2 separate regions of the Danio rerio genome follow, and region 1 is linked to region 2. Evidence: chromatin contacts called from public Micro-C data. All regions are on one chromosome and are shown on one strand. Each heading gives the region's core, a stretch centred on a gene start, on an enhancer-like site or on the middle of the called end of the contact. The rest is flanking DNA. Distances are from core to core; before and after follow the strand shown. Region 1 holds the start of moxd1 (monooxygenase, DBH-like 1). Region 2 holds the start of epha7 (eph receptor A7).

Region 1 (6,292 bases), core at 1,071-3,570, 260 kb after region 2:
GGGTATTTGGAATCCTGTGAATTCTAGAAGTCCTTGCACAGACATTACAGAGTAAATATTCTAGTATTTTATAGAGAAAATGTCAAACCCAACAGTTATGGATTTCAGTATACTTAGCATTAATATTTTACATCAATTAAATCTTAGATTCTGGTTACAAGAGCAACTCTCTGTAGGCAATTTTGGAGGAAGAGGTTTCCCAGCAGGTGGTAAAATCGTGTCGGACCCTGTTCGCGTTCATCTGTTGGAGTTTGAACTCAAGCCATTGGGAAAAGGGTATTATCGCTGAATAGTTAATCGCTGTACTCTACTGCCCTCTAGTGTATTCAGATAAACCTACAAAACGTGGTCCGAGGGAAAACAAATAAGAGTTGAGGATTTGGGACATTGATCAGAGTGGCATAACAAACGTAGAGGCCTCAAGTTTTCAAAAATGTAAAAGAATGTATGATGTTTCATGTTTTTTTTAGAAAAAAATGTTGACAGACTCGATCTGTTTTCAAGACAGCATCTATTCAATTCAATTCATCTTTATTTCTAGCGCTTTTACAATGTAGATCGTCAAAACAGCTCAACTGACATTTTAACTGTGTCAGTCCAGTTTTCAGAGTTCAAGTTCAATTCAGTTCAGTTCGGTTTAATTTTCACTGCTGAAAGTCCAAACACTGAAAACCAGATCCATCCATATTCCATCCATAACGCTTCAATTATTACAGATCTGAAAATCAGCATCATGTTGCCTTCACTCTGAATAGGATTTAATGAATGAATGTACTCATTTTACAAGCCTATGCATCATCCCCACTAGATGGCAGTCATTATTCACAAATACAATGCCACAGAATTACAGCTAGAATAGAATAGAATAGAATAGAATAGAATAGAATAGAATAGAATAGAATAGAATAGAATAGAATAGAATAGAATAGAATAGAATAGAATAGAATAGAAGCATGTATTGATAAAAAGGGGCAACATTCACATACTCCACTATATTTCCATATAGTTCTCATCATATTTCCTAATTTTTATGAAATAACTTATGTTGAGGTGTGTATTTATAAAGATCTAAGTTTCTGATGTCTTGGTTTGATTCAAATGAAGTGGATTTATATATACATACATATTTACAAACTTTTGCCTAATTTTTACTCTTCTCTCTCACACAAAAAAGTTTACAAGTTGCCAAAATTCATAGACAAGTTGCCTTACTTGATTTACTTGTCCAACTGGTACAGTGATTAAATTTTTGTTGTTGTTTTCCAGAGTAAGAGATAACTGTACAAATATGATGTTTGCTCAGTTCAAAAATGCTGATATTGTGAATGCTAAACAGTTTTTCAAAGCTGTGCACTTCTTATGTGTTATCTTCACATGCTGAATGCACGTTGCACTACAGTGACATACAGTATACACAGTATTTCACACTCACAAACATATTGTAAATACAAAATATTGGCTTGGTGTATTGTATTTTTATTAGCGCTTATTTGTTTAAAAAATAAATAAAAAATTTTATAAATATACATTTATTTATTTATTGCATGCTTACTTTAATGATCATTTTATCTCATTTTTAATTGTTTATAGTCATTTTGAGACTTATAATGTGTCTCTGTAAATGCTGGTTGAGCACCACAGGAGTACCAAGGAGGTCTTGTTCTCAGACTTTAAAAAATTAAATATTGTACTGTAGGAGTTACAAAGGCCTGTTGTTGTTGTTGTTGTTGTTGTTGTTGTTGTTGTTGTTGTTGTTGTTGTTGTTGTTGTCGTTGTGTATATAGGATGTCTAGATTAATACAATATGGGCTACTTTTTAATTGCTATTACATTAATTAATTAATGTAATATGCTATTAACTATAATATTTTAAGTTTATGATATGCTTCAACAGCCAAAATAAAATTGATGAACGGTATTTGAACCCTGAATATGGTCAAAATATCCAACATTTAAGCGGTTCTAACCAATGGACTTGAAATACAATTACTCTGTGTTATAACGGTGTGTTGTAAAAGCACCGTCGGTTATAATGTCTGGAAGGCAGCGGTTTTATAATAACGTGGTCGTTGAACTTGTGTCGCGTCGCGCGCTCGTCGACACGGTGTTCAGCTAAATGTCTTTCCACATCAAAGGGGAAACACACAAGTTTCAACAGTTCAGCGGTGGGAGGCTGCCAAAGCTTGAAAGGCTCATTCGCCTCCAATGCACCAAAGCAAACAAACACTCTTGCCCTCGGAAGTTGCATATTTCCATAAACTGCTCTATGGATAAAAAGCGTGCCTGAGTGCAGTAGGAACTGTTTGCGATTAAGCTCGATATGTCTGAAAATAAGCTTTTTTGCGCAATTGTTTTCTTAACTTCACTCTTTTGCTCAACATGCTCACAGGGGACACGGTTTGTTCATTCAGCTGCTCTGGATGCGGAGAGGAGATACAACATTAAGTGGGGATTTGACGAGTCCACGATAACTTTTGAGATAGAAGTGGAAACGAGGGGGTATGTGGGATTCGGTTTGTCACCCACCGGTGCGATGTCTTCGTCTGATATCGTTATAGGCGGTGTGCTCAACGGAAGCCCATATCTGCTGGTAAGCGTGCGCACACACCTTTGCCTGCCAACGCATCTCTCGTTTAATTGTAAAGTGGGCTGTGTACAGTTTAGACTGTCCCAGTGTACAATTGTTGTTTTTTATATTTGTTGTGTCGGATTATTGCAATTTTAACTACGGGAATGAAGTCTTATTTGCCTTGCTTTTTCTTTCAAAATAAAAAGTGTTTATGGATTTGTGATTTAAACATTCCAAAGTTTTAAACAGCCTAAGAAAAAAAATAGGATAAAGATTGAGATGACGTCTTTGCCTCTATTTACAACCATATCTACTGGTTATAATGAATGAATGACAATTAAAAGTAAACTTTATTTTTAAAGTGGGGAGAGGGCAAACATTAGCATTACCTTATTCAACTTATTTAAACATATTGTTTGCATAATATGTGTTTTTTTTTAAACATAACAGTTATACACATCATAAACAGCTAATAATTAGTTTGGATTGGCAAATAAAATTAACCAAAAAAAAAAAAAAAAATGAAAACACAACTTGTATAATAAAATATTGCATCTTAAAATATAACATAACAGTACTTACTAATTTATTACTTCAAATGGGAGTCTTATACCTATTAGTCATATAATATAGTCCAAAGCTTTTATTTTCATATGCATATTTTTGCCTTCCATAAATCACATTACAAAATAGAGCTAAAAACATATGCAAGTAATAATATTTCAGTATGTAATACTGCAGTGTAGTACATACATGCAATCTAAATGTATTGGAACATTATATAATTATATTTCAAAATTGTGAGCAACACTAAAGTCCCCTGTCTGATGATTTAAATATAGCTTTTTGTGTCCTGAAATCTGTTGTAATGGACAATGACCCACTGACCTGACTGCATACGGCTGACCCTGGATTATATTCAGACAGCACTTAAACACACAACACTGTTTCAGAAGAAAGCAGGGCAATGTTTAAACATATTCACACACACCTGCTGGCCACATTCCCTGCTCATTATAATCCCCATCCAGCTGTTGGAAATATACAGCAGTCATAGATGTTTACTGTTAGTATTCAGCACTGTTCATTAGCAATCTTTCATTAAAACCTCCTTGACACTATATCTTGCTGTTTTAGTTTTGTACGCATAAACGATGACACATTGTGTTCTAAAACATACTGTATCCATTACAAATGTGTATTGAAAAAAAATAGGCCATTTGTCGATGCCGCTGACCAAACAATTTGATCAAAGATTATTAAATGTGACCACATGCAGACAAAAACCAATACGATTTACTCACACTGTTAGACATTTCAAAGGGTTTTTACAGTAACTTACTGGCAACACTGTTGCCAGTAAGTTACTGTATTTTAGATTTACAGTATACAACTGTAAATCCGTTTACAGCATGTTACTGTAGTGTCTGAAAATGGTTAACTACTGTAAAAACCTAAGTTAACAGTTAGCTACTGTAAACCTTTTAATTTTGTCCTAAATATTTTATAATATAATTTTATTAATATTATTTTAATACTATAGACCTAAAAAAGACACAATTACAAAATATTAACAAAATAAACACTCTTTATTTAAAACATTGGAGATGCTTAAAACAAGCTTAAAAATGTGTAAAAACATTACATTTCAATCATTCAAAATATTTTATTTTAAGAAAAAAAAACATTGAAAATGACAAAGCACATTAACATACATGTACAAAACTAATTTAAGTGTCTGACCTGCATATTGTTGAGAAAAAAAAACCCAATTGTACTAAGTACTACTGACATTAAACCAGACACAATTACAAAATATTCCATTCTTTAAAACATTAAAAATGCTTAAAGCATTTAAGGAAAATGTGTGAAAATTACATTAAGCATTAAAATCAACACATTAAAAATAAATAAATCACACAAAGCACTAGAACATACATGTACAATAAAAATTTAAACTTCTGAATTGCATATTGTTGGAAAAATAAATATTTGTAACTATTAGCCGACTCAGAAACAACCCAACTTTAAAATATTACTAATTCTGGTGTCAAATGCTCAACAAGGTCTGAATTCACATGTTCAAATGCAATTCATCTTTATTTCTATTGCACTTTTACAATGTAGATCAATGATGTCAAAGCAGCTTAACATAGAAGTTCTTGTAAATTGAAGCTGCTTCAGTCCAGTTTTCAGAATTGAAGCAGTAAATGTCACTGCTGAAAGTCCAAACACTGAAGAGCAAATCCACCGATCCACCGATCGTAGCCAAGTGATCCAGTGGCGACAGTGGCATGGAAGAAACTTCACCAACTGACGAAAGTGTAGAATAAAATCCCTTGAGAGATACCAGGCTCAGTTGGGCACGACCAGTTCTCCTCTAGCCAAACTTGTGCAATGCCGCAGTCTAGGCACCAGAGGCTTGAAAGTTCACCAGCGGGTGGTCAGGCTGGCCCATTGGATCAATGCGGAAACTCATTGATCACGTGTGTCTTTTAGGATTCACTCCTCCATGACCACCACAGCATCTGGTCAGGATTTGGCCCAGTCCAGGATTATGAAGAACTCTGGATAAGGACAAACAGACTAACATAAGCATAGAAGAAGCTTGTTTAAAAAAAATAAATCATATACTGGTTAATTATTTTGAAGCATGGCAGCTAGGTTGGGGTAGTTTTCAGCTGGTACTGAGCAACTGGCTCCTGCTCATAACCTGCTCACTACCATGTTTAAAAGATAACTAACTAGAATGTCCTGTTTATTTTTTTCCCTAACAAGGTTTTACAAAAACATTGTAGCATTTGTGATGGGTTGATTCACTGCAGGACAGATTAGACTATTTGTTTTATGTATTCCTAATAAACTAAAACTGACTGAATACTGATAAAACTATTGAGAGTGTCTCACCTAATCCAAGTTCTCAGTTAGCTGGTGAAAGAAGGATAACTCACTGTTGTTCATGGTTGTCATTCTCTTCAGTACTTCTCCTGCTATCTTCTGGCTCACTCTGGTTGTTGCTGTGCATTTTGTTTCATCCTCTGGAATTATTTATACAAAAAATTGTATTATTTTATTTATTACAAAATATTAAGGCAACATGAAATGGGGAAAAAGACATTTAATACATAGACAAATGCATGTATCCCAATACTAATTATTGTATTTTGAAATGTCTGACCCATGACAGACCTCAATCTGCTCAAAAATATTATAAACAAAGATGAAAAAAAAAACTACTAAATGGTTTAATAAAAAAGGGAAAACGATTTTTTTATTTAGCTAGCAACTAAACATGTGACACATTTTGTATTAAAAGTAACGTTAATATATTGAGAAACAAATAGATGTACAGTACTTACTGTTGTATGAGGTCCAGTTTGCACAGGCAGGCTCCCAGTATTCTATATTGAGACCATAAAAAAGCCAAAAATACAGATAAGAATACCATGCTACAATCCACAACCTCCACACAACTTTTTTTTATTTGTTTACCTTGGTTGCTTACTGGTCTTGCTTATTTTTTAAGCATAAGGCTGTGCTGATCAAGATCTCTGAAATGCTGTTTGTTTCTTCAGACAAAACCTGCTGCTGTGCCAGTGCCATATCTAAACAGAAAAAAATATAATGGTAACAATTATGTTAAACCAAATGTCAAGAGTTGTGATAAAAAAAATAATTAGCAAACAATAAATAGCAAAAAGGTGGTTATTAGCATAATGCATA
Region 2 (5,995 bases), core at 2,280-4,779:
TTAATTGCTCCATTGTCCTATCTTCTGTCGTACATAAGGTTAATCAGCTGGGTTCTAATACATGCCAACAGATTTGTGCAAATGAAAATAAAGTACTCACGTTCACATGCATCTCCCTTCTGGTGAAATCCAGCTTTGCATATACATTTCCCAATGGGCACCAGCCATTCTCCTTCTGCGCTGCAGTGCATTTTGGGAGAATTGTCGGCCTCCTCCTCTGCATCGTTGACGCATGTGCCCTCCACTTCCACCAGAGATGAAAACTCCGAACCTGTCACTGTATCTGGGAACGTGGCCAGGTTCTCAATAATCGACCAACACTTCTTATAATACACTTTGACGGAGACCAAAGCAATGCAGGCGCCTACATCCTGAAAGGCTAAGTAGAAGCCTCGGCGAGAAAGGGGCCCGATTATACGCACCTCTGTGTTGAGCTTCATCTTTCTTTCCCCCAGGTCACCCTGAGTGAAACTCTCGTCCGCGGCTATAGTGTCAATTTTCACATACTGACTCTCCCTTATATTCCTGCCCACCTCCACATCGGTTTCCTGGTAGTACAAGTTGAACGTCTCCTTGCAAGAGCCAACCACCCCTGGAAGGCTGTTACAATCCCTCAAGGTAAACTTCAGCTCCACAAAAATCCTCTGGGCATCGCCCTTTTCAATCCAGTTAGTCCGTAGCCAATTGTTCTGATTTGGCTCCATGACCTGGCAGACCTGGTATGTGCGAATGGGTGTGTAGTTTTCATCCAAGCCGCTGATCTCTTCCCACTGAGAAAAAGGAAAACGCAGTTAATCATCATTACACTAAAAAGCTCAAAACTAACGTCAAGGGAGAATGCTACAGCGTGTTAAAACCAGTCTCTGTGTGAAAATATGCGGGATATAAAGATGATCTGAATGAATTCATCTGCAGCCAGCTGCTACATTTTTCAAATCGCTGAAATTAACACAGTTTAATCGGTGTCTTTGTTGAGTGTATTCACCTAAAATATTTATTTTAGTGATTTTTTTTTCTTGATATCAGCCAATAAATGTGAAAATAATGTGCATCTTAAAATAGATTTATATATATATATATATATATATATATATATATATATATATATATATATATATATATATATATATATACTTTTTAATAAATCCTGCAAAGCTTTATAAACAACAATGTAACAATGTACACAGTCAACATAAAAAAGTAACTACAATGGAAAAAAAAATGTTTTAAGGGTATAAAGCAAACATAATTTTTGGTGTTTTTACAAGTTTTCCTAAAATGCTTATATGTATCCTAGCCACATCTTTATTAATTAAACAAACACATGCACAATACTTTTTGCAAACTTTGAATTCAAGTAATTCTGAAAAGTTTAGTAGAACATTACAGCACTTATTACAAGACAAATTAATAAAAATATAAACTACAAAAGCATTTACAAGTAATTAAAACTATTTAATCCAGTAAAAACAGCAGGTCAAAATAATATTTTTTTGTTCCTAATATAACTAATACTTGTAAATTGCTGCTACACATTATTTATGATTTTTATGTTTAAACAATTTTTTTTAATCTTTCAAGTCTTTTTTAAACAACAAAAGCAGTATAACAAAGAAAATAAGTTAATTTACAAAGTTCAGCAAAGGCTCAATTAGATGTCTTTAGTTAAAGCAAATTAACTTTTATTTTAAACGCCTGTAAAAAGTAGTTTAGAGCTCACAAACAACTTTTATAAGAAACAAAACCACCTTCATATAAAGCAAAACTAAATTATTTATTGTTTACCGTTTAGAAACATTCATGTATAAAGGCTCACATCTGAGAAAAGCAACATATTACTCCGCCGCATAATTTTAGGTTGTTATTAAAATGCCACAAGAAGTACGCGCATTGCAGAAAATCATAAATGTTAGTTGCAATAAGCAAAAGTTGCAAAGTTTCCAGCTTACCCCGCTTGGAGGAGACGATATCCATTCCAGCTCTGTCTGCTGCGCCTTTGAATCCAGCAGGATCACTGCCGACGACACACAAAGTGAACACTTACAATAATGCATCTTTAATTGTGATTAATGTTTGGCAGACATCTCGTTCATATTCCAGAAGCATTTTACATCGCGAGCGAGCGCAGACACAGACGAAACGTGAGCGAGCGCGCGAGTTTGACCCATTTTCAGCAGACAGCGGTGGAGATTTATGACAATAAGCACCCAACACCTCTGAAACCTGCGCAACACCTGTTCGTGTGTCAATATAACCGACAGGCACGCTTTCGCTTCAGCTGTGCGATCGAAAAATCGCTAAAGTTCCCTTGTGTAAACCAGTGAGAATATTACGCGGATGCGCGCGCGCCGGCTAAAACGCGTGCGAAATTAATCGCTATTTTGTTAGTCAAATACATTTCGCTGAACTGTTATCTGCTTTTTGAGTGATCGAGTGACTAAACTGAAGAGAATGAGTTATAATAAATAACGACTTAAGGGGAAATTGTAATTATAAACTCTCAAGGGGGCATAGGACAGACAGCACGATCTTAATCCAAAATTAATAAATAAATACAAAATAATCCGATAAATAAACGAGGAACTGAGAGTGTTGCCTTTTCAGGACTCTTCTCATATAACTGAACTAGCTACACACAACAGCCATAAGATCAATGTATTGGAAGTACACAGAGGGATTCATCAATTTCAGGTTTCAGTCCGGACGAACGATACCTCGGGTTCATGCTATATGTTTTATAGTCGATGCTGAAGTGTGTGATATACATATTTTCAGCAGCTTCAGACACAGAACTGCTGTAATAATAACACAGCGATCTGTGTGTTAATTCTGTAGGCTATCTGCTCGATAACTTGGTAATGAAGCAGTTCGATTGCTGTATGATTGCAGGAGGTTTTCATCCCGGACAATTCCTTTTCTACTAACTGAAGCTGATCGCACATGTCGCAGTCCAGTTGCAGAATTGTCCGTATTCTGCCGGGCTGGTTAACAAGCCACAAGCAGATCTTTTTCAAGTTTGATATTGCTGTTGTTTCACTGCACTGAATGGAAAGCACGACAAACGAGCAGCTGATAACCAGAAGATACATGGAGGTGAGGGTATCTTAACCAGATAAAAACTGCTGTCTGTGTTTTCATTTTTAGTCGCGTTGTGCAGTTGTAAATCACTCGTCTTCGTGTCTTGGCGAAAGTCTATGCGCCAGGGATAAAAATACTCGCATTATCAGAGACAGGCGCATATCATTGTCTAATGTGTGATAAAAACAATTATCTGTTTGTCTGTCACATTGTCGATACAGTATCTGCTGTAACTAATGATTTGTTCGCGCTGTCAAGATGCAATAAAGGAAACTTTCGCACTCACCCTCTCTTGTGTTCTGTGCTATTCCAGTGTTCACATAAAAACATAAATGAAGGCAAAATATAATCCACACACACGAAACTGAGGTGCAAACCATGGTGTAGTTGAAAGTTGGCTAAACAGTGTGCGCTTTTTCCAACGCGGCGTTCCCTTCCCATTGACTACGCTCCAGCACCAGCTCTCTGGGTGAATAAAACAGCCGTCTCTCACTCAAATACCTCGGCATTTGGGGGGCGGGGCTTAGCGCATTCGGCGTGTCACTTATCTTGACTGACAGAGAGCACACCCACCTTTGGCGCGCGAAAGGCTTTCGTGTAAAAACACGGGCGAATCAGCTTAAAGCGAAGGCGGATCCTTAATTTTAGTCTAAAACAGACAAGCGTGGGGTTCTCGGACTTCTAGGATTAAACGTTGTCGGACAATGTTTGCTGTCGTTATTTCAAGAAAGACTAAGCAATGCTGTAAAGTTCGACTGGAAATAATGAACTAAAAGGTAATAACGTTTTATGAACAGTTAAACGTGGCTTAATGAATTCAGTCAGTTACAGAGAAAATATCAAAACATCTTTGAGAGCGGGTGAGGAAACTTTCCCTGTCACAGCACTTAAAACACAGAAGTCTACTCTATCAAGATAAGACTTGAACCGTGGGTAGGGCACTCAAGCATGTCACGACATCCGATGAAACGTTCATGTTTTTCTCAAGTCATTGAAAAGCATTACATCATCAGCAGGTAAACCATTAAACATCATCATAACCTGTTTTGTCTGGCAGCTGTTTTGAGCTTGCAATTTTTTGTTTTGTCACTAACCTGCACGAGTTGCAGCAATCAAACGATTTCCGTAAAGGTCAAATAGAAATAGATCTAAATGCTCACATCTAGCTTAAGATATTTATTTATTTTTCTTTATTGTTTTGTTAATTGTAGATAGATAGATCTCAGTTAAAAGGATAGTTACCCCAAAAATGATAATATTATCCTAAGATTTTACTCACTCTCAGGCCTCCCTGAGATGTGGCTGATTTGCTCCCTACAAAATTGTGATCATTGATGATTCCATAAAATGCAAGTCAGTGAGTACCAGCACTACAAGAAATAAATAAATAAACATGACATCTTTTATTAATTAACATTAACATAGATGATATGGTCACACTTTATGATAAGGTTTCATTTGTTAGCTACAAATAAGCAATACTTGTTATTAATCATATTTCAATATTTACTAATGCATTAAATGCAAAATTGTGCACGTTAACATTAGTCAATGCAGTCAGTTAAAATAAACTAACAATATCCATTCATTCATTAATTTTCCTTCGGCCTAGTCTCTTTATTTATCAGGAGTTGCCACTGCAGAATGAACTGCCAACTTATCCAGCATATGTTTTACGCAGAGGATGCCCTTCCAGCTGCAACCCAACACTGTGAAACACCCATAGACCAGGGTTCATGCGGTCATGGAAAACCTGGAAAAGTCATGGAATTTTGACATGGCATTTTCCAGGACAAGTTTTGGAAAAACAGAAAAACCCACAAAGTTTTGGAAAAGTAATGGAAAACGCCGTTTATGTGTATACTTGAATATAGGTTAGTTGATTTTACTTATTTTTTTTTTGTCCTTGGTTAATCATACACTCTCGCATTAATAATGCATATTAATGTGTAAGCATTATCTAAATACATTTTTATAGATATAAATATAAATTGGGCATCACTATGGCACAGGGAGTAGCAGAATCGCCTCACAGCACGAAGGTCACTGGTTCAAGCCTCGATTGGGTCAGTTGGCATTTCTGTATGGAGTTTGTACGTTCTCCCCATGTTTTCCTTTGGGTGCTTCGGTTTTCCCCACAATCCAAAAACATGTGGTATAGGTAAGCTAAAGTTCTCTGTAGTGTATGAGTGTGAATGAGTGTGTATAGATGTTTTGCCAGTGATGGGTTGCAGATGGAAGTGCAACGGCTGCTCAAAACATATGCTGGATGAGTTGGCGGTTCATTCCACTGTGGCGACTCCAGATTAATTAATGGATTAAGCTGAAAAGAAAATGAATAAATAAGTAAATGAATTAATAAATATAAATGTAACTGAATAAATTGTTGCGTGTTTTACAATATGCTGTAATAAATTTTAACATGTATTGTTTTTACTACGCATACGTAGACATTGTATGAAAAATTAGTTCTTGAAAATTTACTTGAAAGTCTTGGGAAAAAAATGGAAAATTCTTGAAATTTTAGTAGCAAAAACGTGGATGCACCCTGATAGACACTCATTTACACACATACACTACGGCCAATTTAGTTTGCCCATTTCACCTATAGCGCATGTCTTTGGACTGTGGAGGAAACCCACATGGACATGCAAACTCCACACAGAAATGCCAACTGACCCAGCCGGAACTTGAAACAGTGACTTTCTTGCTGTGAAGCGACAGTGCTAACCACTGAGCGACCCTGTCGCCCACAATGAACAATATAATTTTCATTAACCAACATCAACATAGATGAATAAATACTGTATTGTTTATGTTAGTAAGTACGATAACTAAAATGAACTAACAGATCATTATTGTATAAGTGTTACAGATAATATAAAGCTTGTTGTTCATGAGCAGTTCATGCAGTAAC

Evidence for each region. Hi-C and Micro-C count contacts between places; a contact is called where the count stands out from the background.
Region 1: a Micro-C map of caudal fin shows a contact between it and region 2, with 3 times the contacts expected there. The contact joins the promoter of moxd1 here to the promoter of epha7 in region 2. A contact is called at or near these places in 2 of 18 Hi-C or Micro-C datasets (caudal fin and an unstated tissue) and 1 of 4 datasets of contacts at active chromatin or transcription factors (embryo).

Annotation. Positions count from the first base shown.
Region 1 is chr20:27,898,368-27,904,659 of GRCz12tu, forward strand. moxd1 (monooxygenase, DBH-like 1) reads left to right here and starts at 2,321. Exons shown (of 12, transcript NM_001045206.2): 1 at 2,321-2,590. The coding sequence starts at 2,321. All of the region lies in intron 1 of LOC141379239 (a long non-coding RNA gene), which reads right to left. LOC137488649 (a long non-coding RNA gene) reads right to left here. Exons shown (of 6, transcript XR_011007780.2): 3 at 6,062-6,174; 4 at 5,929-5,970; 5 at 5,521-5,607; 6 at 4,140-5,136.
Region 2 is chr20:27,634,617-27,640,611 of GRCz12tu, forward strand. epha7 (eph receptor A7) reads right to left here and starts at 3,530. Exons shown (of 18, transcript NM_001044979.2): 1 at 3,365-3,530; 2 at 1,950-2,014; 3 at 101-770. The coding sequence starts at 3,458.